Regions from separate parts of the Mus musculus genome. Here regions 2 and 3 are each linked to region 1. Evidence: chromatin contacts called from public promoter capture Hi-C data. All regions are on one chromosome and are shown on one strand. Each heading gives the region's core, a stretch centred on a gene start, on an enhancer-like site or on the middle of the called end of the contact. The rest is flanking DNA. Distances are from core to core; before and after follow the strand shown.

The links. Promoter capture Hi-C pulls out the DNA fragments that hold promoters and counts their contacts.
Region 2: a promoter capture Hi-C map of pre-B cells shows a contact between it and region 1, with 5 times the contacts expected there. The contact joins the promoter of Rab29 here to the promoter of Adipor1 in region 1. A contact is called at or near these places in 2 of 39 promoter capture datasets (liver and pre-B cells).
Region 3: a contact with region 1 is called in a promoter capture Hi-C map of pre-B cells, with 3 times the contacts expected there. The contact joins the promoter of Slc41a1 here to the promoter of Adipor1 in region 1. A contact is called at or near these places in 2 of 39 promoter capture datasets (liver and pre-B cells).

The regions. Positions count from the first base shown.
Region 1 is chr1:134,413,650-134,416,654 of GRCm38.p6, reverse strand. Adipor1 (adiponectin receptor 1) reads right to left here and starts at 1,277. Exons shown (of 8, transcript NM_028320.4): 1 at 1,070-1,277.
Region 2 is chr1:131,865,668-131,868,820 of GRCm38.p6, reverse strand. Rab29 (RAB29, member RAS oncogene family) reads right to left here and starts at 1,544. Exons shown (of 6, transcript NM_144875.2): 1 at 1,411-1,544; 2 at 1,046-1,302. The coding sequence starts at 1,169.
Region 3 is chr1:131,826,670-131,829,756 of GRCm38.p6, reverse strand. Slc41a1 (solute carrier family 41, member 1) reads right to left here and starts at 1,745. Exons shown (of 11, transcript NM_173865.3): 1 at 1,364-1,745.

The DNA of each region.
Region 1 (3,005 bases), core at 28-2,527:
AGGTGCAGTGTTTGAAGGCCCACACCAATGTCTAATACTTCACTAATAACACCAGCTTTTGAAGACTGACTTCTCAAAGACCTTTCACAAAAAATGGACACAAAAACTACTTCTGTAATAAAGAAATGCAGTGGCTGCAGGCCGGGAACCCTGACATTGCAATCCACTTAGCGCCATCCTATCTGACTGAGTTCCTGGCAGTGGACTGATGCTATAAACTCTCAGGAACTGCGACTGCACCATCACAGCCTGCCCTGCATTATCAAAAGGAAAAAAAAAAAAAGCAGTGAGCACATCCCAACATGGCTTTGGTTCTGCAAAGAACCACCTATTGCCATCTTCGTTTGATTTACCACACAACTTAACTGCTGGGTTTTCTGGTCTGTCTGCTAAAGACCCGAGGGAAATAATCAGATTATTATTATAGAAGATCCCATGGTCTCTTAGTGCTCCGCTGACATCTGAAACTATGTAAACTGAAATTTGTCCAGCTTCTTCAACTACGAACCGCCAGAAACTGACGGCGAGCCACTTTATTTTCTTAAAAGCAAGTGCGAGACTCAAATTCTCAAACAAACCAGCATCCATCAACCCTAGATTTCTGAGATGAAATCTGGCCCTTCCCAACACTTCGGCATCTTGTTTACATTCTAGTTGAGTAGTACCTTAGGCCTGTCGAGTCTCCATCAACTTCCCGACCGACCCTATCCAGGAGGGAGCCCCGTCACGTTTGACCTGCGGATCGCGGTGGTGGCCTTAGGGTTCCCGGCCACCCAGGGCCGGTGTTCCCGCACCCAACTCGCAGGCTCAACTCCGGGGGTCGCCAGCAGGGCTGGAACGCGGCCGTCTACCGCGCGGCTGCGGAGACAGCACTCGCGGACTGCCGGGCCCCGACGGCGGCGAGCAGCCCCCCGAACGGAGGCGGTGCGCGGTGGGAGGGGCCGGAAATGTTTACGGAGGACCTTTCGGAGGGCCGGGCGGTGAGCGACGATCCAGGGGCGGGCCACTCCCGTGCTGTCCCCTCCAGAGCCTGCAGGGCCCGCGCCCCGCCCACCCCCGGGACACTTACGGCCTGGCTGGCTGCCTCTGCTGGGGGCCGCGGGCCCGGGCGCTACATCCCGCGGCACTGGAGGCGGCCTGCGGCCGAGGGGCGCCCGATCCTCAGCGCCCTGCCCGCGCCGGAAGGGCCGCGCGACCGCACGGCGTCACCTCCGCAGCCGCGTCACCTTCCCGGCGCTACCTCACCCGCTCCGATCCAGGCATTCCTGCGCGTGCCAATCATCAGGGCGCGCTCAGGCTCGCCCCGCCCCGCCCCTGATCTGACCAATCGCTGGCTCTGGCTGTCCCAGCTTGGCCCTACACTGGCGGACTGCAAAAGCCTCTTCTCCCGGCCTACGACGGGCGCGTGTAGGGGAGTAGGGAGCTGGGAGTAGGGAGCTGGGAAGGCAATCTTAGTTTCCCACCCCACGGCCTCGCTTTTCAGCTCCGAAACACTTTTTTTTTCCTTCTCTTAGTACTGGGAATTGTACCTCTAGGCAAGCCACTATATCTCTAGTACAGAAACACTTTTTCCCCCCTTTTTCCAAGACACGGATTCTCCGTGTAGCCCTGGCTGTCCCGAATTCGCCCTGTAGATTCGCCTCCCTAGTGGCAGGATTAAACAACGCCAACCCACACTTTTATTTTTGTTTGAGAAAGGGTTTAATTGTGCAACCCAGGTGAGCCTTGTACTCGAGGCCATCCTATCTCAGCCTTTCAAATGCTAGGATTTCAAATGTGGGCTACCATACAGCTCCGAAACTATTTCTATATCCATTTTCCAAATCCCTCCCTCTCTTCTTCTGGTATGCTATGTATGGAACGACTACCATGAATCTATTCACTCAACTGATTTAACTTTTGGTTCCTGTTATTTATCAGAAAGGGAGAAGTTATTTCAAACAAGCCTAGCTTGACAATTTTCTGTGCCAGTCCATGTTCCCATGTGACCCAGAGGGCACATCTTAGAAGACAATATAGTGTGCTTCTCTGCCGGAACTGAACCACACAATATAGTATTTTGGGAGTGTTCATTTTCTTATACTCCAAAAAACGATGCACAGCTGTTACTGCTCTAAATGCAAGAAAAGGTGACCAAATGCTAGATGGATGCCCCAGGAGAGTGAAGTCAACTTTGTTCTGGTTAAAAGCATAGACTCTGGGTTCTTGTAGATCCAGTTTCCTTCCCAAGCCAGCCGATCTTTACACATTACTGAGTCCTTCCAAATCACTACTTAACCTTGAAAACGAAGGGAAATGATGCTACTTTCAGGTCTGTCAGGACTAAGGACATTTCAGGTGCTACTTTCAGGTCTGTCAGGACTAAGGCAGTGTCTGCATGATGCCTGGCAAATGGATAGAGTTTCATAACAACTAGCTATTGTTAATATATTACCTGGGGCTGGAGAGATGGCTCAGCAGTTAAGAACACCCACTGTTCTTCCAGAGGTCCAGAGTTCAATTCCCAGCCACCCACATGGTGGCTCATAACCATCTTAATTGGATCTAATGCCCTCTTCTGGTGTGTCTGAAGAGAGCAATGGTATACTCATATACATAAAATAAATAAATAAATCTTTAAAAAAAACAGTTGACTAGAAACCTATATTTTAATAAAAATAATAATAATAAATTACCTGCTGTACAAAACAAAATCTGGAAACTTTATTTTTCTTCAAGACAGGGTTTCTCTGCGTAGCCCTGGCTGTCCTGGAACTCACTTTGTAGACCAGGCTGGCCTCAAACTCAGAAATCTGCCTGCTTCTGCCTCCTGCTAGGATTAAAGGTGTGTGCCACCACGCCCGGCTGCTCCCCCTTTAAGTGTTAAATTATTTGTTTTTAAAAATCTTTTGTTTTTTTCAAGATAGTTTCTCTGGGTAGAGCTTGCAGGCCAGGCTGCCCTCACACTAATGGAGATCTGGCAGGGGAGCCCCACCACCGCCCACAGCATGGCCCTTTGCAAGCTG
Region 2 (3,153 bases), core at 295-2,794, 2.5 Mb after region 1:
TAATTCACAGGACATTTTTAACCCAAAATCCATGAAATAAGGACTTGTATTTAGGAGTGGTGGGCAAAGTAGTCAGGAAACAGTTTTTGAAATATTCTATAAAGTTTTCATTTCAAAGAAAAGAGTTAATAAAAAAACTTTCACATGTAAATCTGTGTTGGTACAAATGTAATTTTATGTGCTGGGCGTGGTGGCGCATGCCTTTAATCCCAGCACTTGGGAGGCAGAGGCAGGCAGATTTCTGAGTTCAAGGCCAGCCTGGTCTACAGAGTGAGTTCCAGGACAGCCAGGGCTATACAGAGAAACCCTGTCTCAAACAAAACAAAATAAAAAAAACAAATGTAATTTTATTCTTTCACATTACTGTAACCTTGTTAACTACCTTCTCCTTGTGGTGGTGGTGGAGGTGTGTGTGTGTCTGTGTGTATCTGTGTCTGTGTCTGTGTGTTTGGGGTAGACAGACCGACAGGTGGACAGTTCAGCAGAGTCCAAAGGCCACACTGGGAAAGAAATGAATTTACTTTTAGTGCTTCTTTCTCTCTTCCTCCCTGCCTTCCCCAGTGCAAGAGAAGACGACAGGCCACTCGAGGGTATTTCACATTCTTTCGTGAATTCCTCACATTTCCCACTCAGTTCACTAATGACACCATAGGGCTCATCAGACCTGACCGGAATCTGTCCTCCAGTCTTCCCCACACCTCTGACTGCTTAGCTCCTGGGCTTTCCTCCTAAGGTAACGGGGTTCTTTCCTCAACACCCGTCGGATGCTGGTAGGAAGCAGGGTAACTGCCCCAGCCTGCACTTGAACCGGGACTCAGCTGACTTTGCTGACTGGAGAAGTTGCTCTGGGCAGCGCATGGCTGCGGGAGGGCTCTGCTCTCTGCGGTGAATAGTCCCCGGCTCAGACCCCTTCACCATCTCTCACCTGTATACTTTGGCCCTATCTTTGTAGGTAGGCTGGGGACCCCTTAGAGGCAACCTCGGTACCCAGAGGCTACCGGCTGCGAGCCTCGACCCCTGCTCCTAGTCACCCGTGACCGCTCACCTCCCACGGTGGACTTGTAGTGCTTGCTGAAGCTGTCCTGGGAGTAGCGCTGGACCAGAGACGTCTTGCCAACGGCGGCGTCCCCCACCACCAGCACTTTAAACAGGTGATCTCGGCTGCCCATGGCTAGTGGTGGGGAGAGGTTTTTTGATAGTTTGTTTTTCCGGGAAGTCGCTTATTTCAACCCCTTTGGCTCCCGGGTTCTCTTCCAATTGAAGTCAGGCATCTCCACCCTCGGTTGGTTGAAGCTTCTCTGACTGGAAAGCAGAAAAGGAAACTTTTGCACTCGGCCTGTGCGCGCTTCCTCCCCGCGCGGCCGCAGCCTGGGTGGGGCGGGTACCAGCTCGACCCTCCGCGATTGGCACCTTCCTTTCAGGGACCTCCGAGTCGCTCGCCAGCATTGAACCGTGGCCAGCACCTTGCTTAGAGAAGTACAGATGACTTAGACCCTTTCTCGGACCGCACACACAAAATTGAGGTTGTGCAGAGTCCTTGTCCGGTCCCCGTCCTGCCACTGGCGGCGCACTTCCCAGTCTTCCGTCAAAAACGTTGTGAGCCCCACTGCTCGGAGAACTACATTTCCCAGTGTGCCTCTTGGTAAAGCGACCAGACCAGTGTGGCGACTTGCCACGTACACTCTTGGGAAATGTAGTTTCCTAGCTATCTTGAGCAAATTTACATAAAAGTTTTAAGGTTTTCAAACTTTAAAGAATTTAGAAATCTATTTAAAAACAATTCTAAAGTTTGGCGTCGAAGCACAGGTTTGCAATCCAGGCCTTGGGGAGATGGAAATAGGAGGATCATAAAACCCTAGTTCATCCATCGTCTTCTGCAACAAGTGTGTTCAAGGACCCCTAACCCCACCACTTCCTCTCCCCAGAGCAAGACAAGAGATTGGAAGCAACTTTGGGTCACCCTGAACTACGTAGACCATGATCTCTCCTGTCTAAATCTTTCCCCCAGATGTTTTCTTAAAATCACATTTTAAAGATTTCTAGACGGCCTTTCTTATTAGCCATATTTTAAAGGTTTTATAACACAAAGATAAATGTCCAAGTTCCAAGTGAAGTCCATTTCCTGTTGTCTTAACTACAGAGTCAAATCTCGAGCCTTGTAAAGACAAGGTCAAATTTTCCATATGACCAATAACAGGCACATTTGGGGACATTTGACCCAAAAGATCAACCTTTTAAAAAAAATCTATGTCAAAAGTTACAACACTTAATAACTAGCTATAGCAATAACAATGCAGAATAAACAAGAGATAGTTCCTCATTGACACTTCCACATTTCTTACACCAGCCACGCATAGCGTTTGAGCACCAGGACATTTCCTTTTGTTGCTGCTATTAATTCTGAATACTCATAAAATGATTGGCAAATATTTTTACTTTTCCTACCTGTAATTTTTCTGTCCTGCCTGTCCTTTAGCTAGAAATTGTGGCTAGTAGAATAAGCTTCACTTTTTTCCCCTTTTGGCTGTTTTGTTGTTGTTTGTTTGTTTGTTTGTTTGTTTTTTGTTTGAGAGAGGATTTTCTGTAGCCTAAGTTGGTGTCAACTTCTGACAGTAGACCATAGAACTTGTGGTTCAATTGTAACAACATCCAGTTTTGTAGTTTTGGAGAGTAAATCCAGGCATGCTAGGCAAGTCCTCTACCATCGGAGCTACATCTCCAGCCCTCCTCCTCCTCCTCTCCCTCCTCCTTCTCCTTCTCTTCTTTCTTTTTTCCTTTCGACAGAGTCTATGTAGCCCAGGCTGGCTTTGAGCTCCAGATCCATTTGCTTCTGTTTCTGCTTCTACTCCCTCCACTGGAATGCATGCACACAGTATGCAGCTTTGTGTGTGTGCTCATGTGCGCAAGCTCGTACACATTTGGGGCTGGTTTCTTCCACTACTCTCTCCCTTCCTCTCTCTTAAAAACTGGAAATTTAAAGTTAGTAAACAAAGTAATACCTTCCATTACAACATTTCCATATAACTCCCCCCCCTCGATGTTCTTTGTTCTAATCACCACGTTTGCCAGTCCTCTCTCCTCCACTCACCTTTAAGGATTGCGTTAGTTGTTACTGCTTTGCCATTGTTCAACACTCTTTGGCATTTATTGCCT
Region 3 (3,087 bases), core at 496-2,995, 2.6 Mb after region 1:
GCATTGCCTCCTGAGCAACCTGGGGTGGGCAGGGATGTGATTAGTTGTTTTCTCGGATCTTGATAAGAACTCAGTATTACTTAAGTATAGTCCCTTATCAGTAAAGTTACAGATTCAGATGCAAACTCCCTACGCATTCACTCTTCTTGAGTGACTTATTACAAGACAGCAACAGCAAGACAGGGCAAACAGAGAGGCTGGTCATTGAGGGGAGCATCCCTAGACCTCTAATTGTCCTAGCCCCCTGCTGGGATGGGAGAGGAAGCCAGGAGAACTCCCCAGGCAACCGGGGCAGGGCAAGCCGGCCAAGACCAAGGCCAAGAACCAGAGGCCTCCTTCTTACTCTTGCCCTTGAAAGTCGAGTGTTACAGAAACCACAGGCTAAACCCTGGTCCAGGCTGCATTTACACTTCTCTCTATGCTAGATCCTGTGAGCCTGTCAGATAGGACCCGGCAGTTAACTAGATTGAAGAGACAGAGGGTGAAGCTACTGTTTATTCCTACATTTTTGGTTGCCTGGCCTTCCCCCTTTCCTCTCGGGTTACTGACAGCCAGACATGGTGTAACTCTTAAAAACAAAAATATCATCGGTAAAAGGTGTAGAAAGAGGAAAGAAAAACAAAGTCAGGCAAATCCAAGTGTCACAAGCTAATATGCATTTACTCCCAAATCATGTCTGTCTTTGCCTGCCCTGCTTTTCTTAGCTTAAAGGAATCCCCACGAATTGCCACCAACTTGTTGCATTTCACCAGCATGGCTCTCAATAGTAAAAAAAAAAAAAAAAAAAAATCCAGAGGGTTTTGCAGGTATGATGAACAGGCTGTTAGTATTCCAAACACTCACAATTAGTCAACTCCAGTTTGGTTAAGGCAGAATCAAACTCTAGGGCCCAAGTTATGAGTCTTCCACTAACTCGGTCACCAGCCAAGCCACCTTAACACAGCACCGTTGTTTTCAAAGATCCTCACTAGTCAGCCAAGAGGAAACACTCAGTCTGAGTCCACCGCCCCCGAGCCAGCAAAGTTTCTGAGTTCCTTCGCTAAAACCTGACTGCCCCCTCCCTCCCGTCTTTCTGGCAGGCCACTTTGACCTGGAAGGGGGCTAGCAAGGGGAGCAGGCCAGTCTCTCAACTACATCAGCAGTAAAGCCACTACCGATGGGCCTCAGGCTCTAGGAAGCCGCGTCTCCTTTCCAAGCGGGGATGGACAAAAAAGCCCGGTTTAGGTATCCCCAACTACAGGGGTGGGGAGGAGGAGTGCCTAGTTGATTTCCGCCGACTCCCGGCAACTCAAGACTGCAAAAGCACTGCGTCCTGGAGTCCCCCGCCCTCGTCTCCCTCCCTCCCAGACCCAACAACACTGACCTGCGCCTTGCTGGGGAGAAAGGGCGCCTGGAGAGTGGTAGCAGGGGCCCGCGGAATTGGGGGATGTAGGGTACCCCCTCTTCTCATCACTCCTCCCCCTCAGCCGTCCTCCTCGAGCCCCCGCGTGTTCCCCGCTACACCCCCAGGCAAGGCGAGCGTCCAACCGCGACACCCGGCTCGCTACATTTCGCTTCTGCCTTCCTGTGAGGCCGCCGCTCCGATTCCACGAGGGGAGGTGGCCTGGTGGGGGGCGATCAGGATATTCCGCCTCGGGCTGGTGTGGACCGGACTGGGCCTGAGATGCCGAGCTCGCTCGTCCCCAATCGCCTCTTGCCCGCGGACTTGGACAAGAGTGTTTGGCTGTGGGTGGCAAACGTGATCTGGGGCAGAGCGGGTGGTAACCCCCCTCCATCAAGAATAGAGTCAGGATGGACAACTGCATCAGCCAATCAGAGCAGGAAAAGGGGCGGGCCCCGCCCAGGCCCCGCCCATTTCCCCGGCGTTTCTTGAGCTGGGGGCGGGGTGAGGGGGAAAACGCAGCAGAGTGACGGGAACTCAGAATTGGAGGGTGTTGTGGGCTCGCGGTGCTCAAGCGCGGGCGGGTGCTGCGCTCCTGAGTTCCCACGGCCTCTCAAGGCGAGCGTTCTGCTACGCATGTACTCCTGAATCTTGACTATCTCTAGTGAGCCTCTGGGCCTTCCAGAAGACCCGAAACCACCCCTTTGAGCCGGCCAGCTGGCGATCGCCCGGGCCGCAGCAGCCATCGCGTGTTCCTTCTCCACGCCCAGTCCCTACCTTCTTCCTGGGCACAGTTCCTATTCATCAGGCTCCTCATCTCTCCTTCCAGGTTCCTTGTTCCTCTGGGCGACTGACCGAACCTTAATCTGCCTTAATAAAGTTCCAGCCTTGATAGGGGTGGGGATGGGCAGACTGGAGGGAAAATTTGGTAGACTCATGGCTGGGGCTACACACACCAATGAGGTAAGGGCGGAGGGGAGCGGGGGTTTCCTTTGACCCAATCGTGGCCCCGTGGGAGAGAAGTCTCCATCCCGGGCGAAATGAACGCCAACTTTCCCTGACGCACCTTGTGGAATCAAAGTGTTTTCATCCTCGCTTTTGCCACTTCCTCCCTGGGGTGTCTTCACTTCATCAATCCAAAATCAGTACCAGTTAGTTCTCTTTGGGTTGTTTTTGTGAAGGGGATGTGACCTCCCTATAAAGGAACTCCCATTTCCAGCCTTTCCCCCTTCATCGGTAGAGTCTATAACCAGAGGTTCCTTTCCTGTCACCTTCTTCCCTAGAAATGTTCCTTGGGGCAACTGAGCATTTTTCTAGACCATAGAGCCTATGACCAGAGGTTCCTTTCCTGTCACTTTCTTCCCTAGAAAGGTTCCTTGGGGCAATTGAGCATTTCTCTAGACCGTTGAATAAGGATAGGATGTATATAGGAGAGAAAAAGAGTGCTGGCTACTGAGCACACATGCTCAACAGCAACTGGAGAGGGCCATTCCTTTGGACAATGATAACAAATGTAGCCACAAAAACCTGTCCCCACCTGCTAATCCAGCAACCCCGGGCTCAGCTCCGCTGCTAGGATATCAAAGGTCTATATTTTTTAAGGGCCCAGCAAATGTCACTGTAGTTGAACTCCAATTTTGGTTTCACAGCCAAGTCTATGTTTGGATATGGAAGTTACTCCTAGATTGGGCAACACTAGGTCTTCG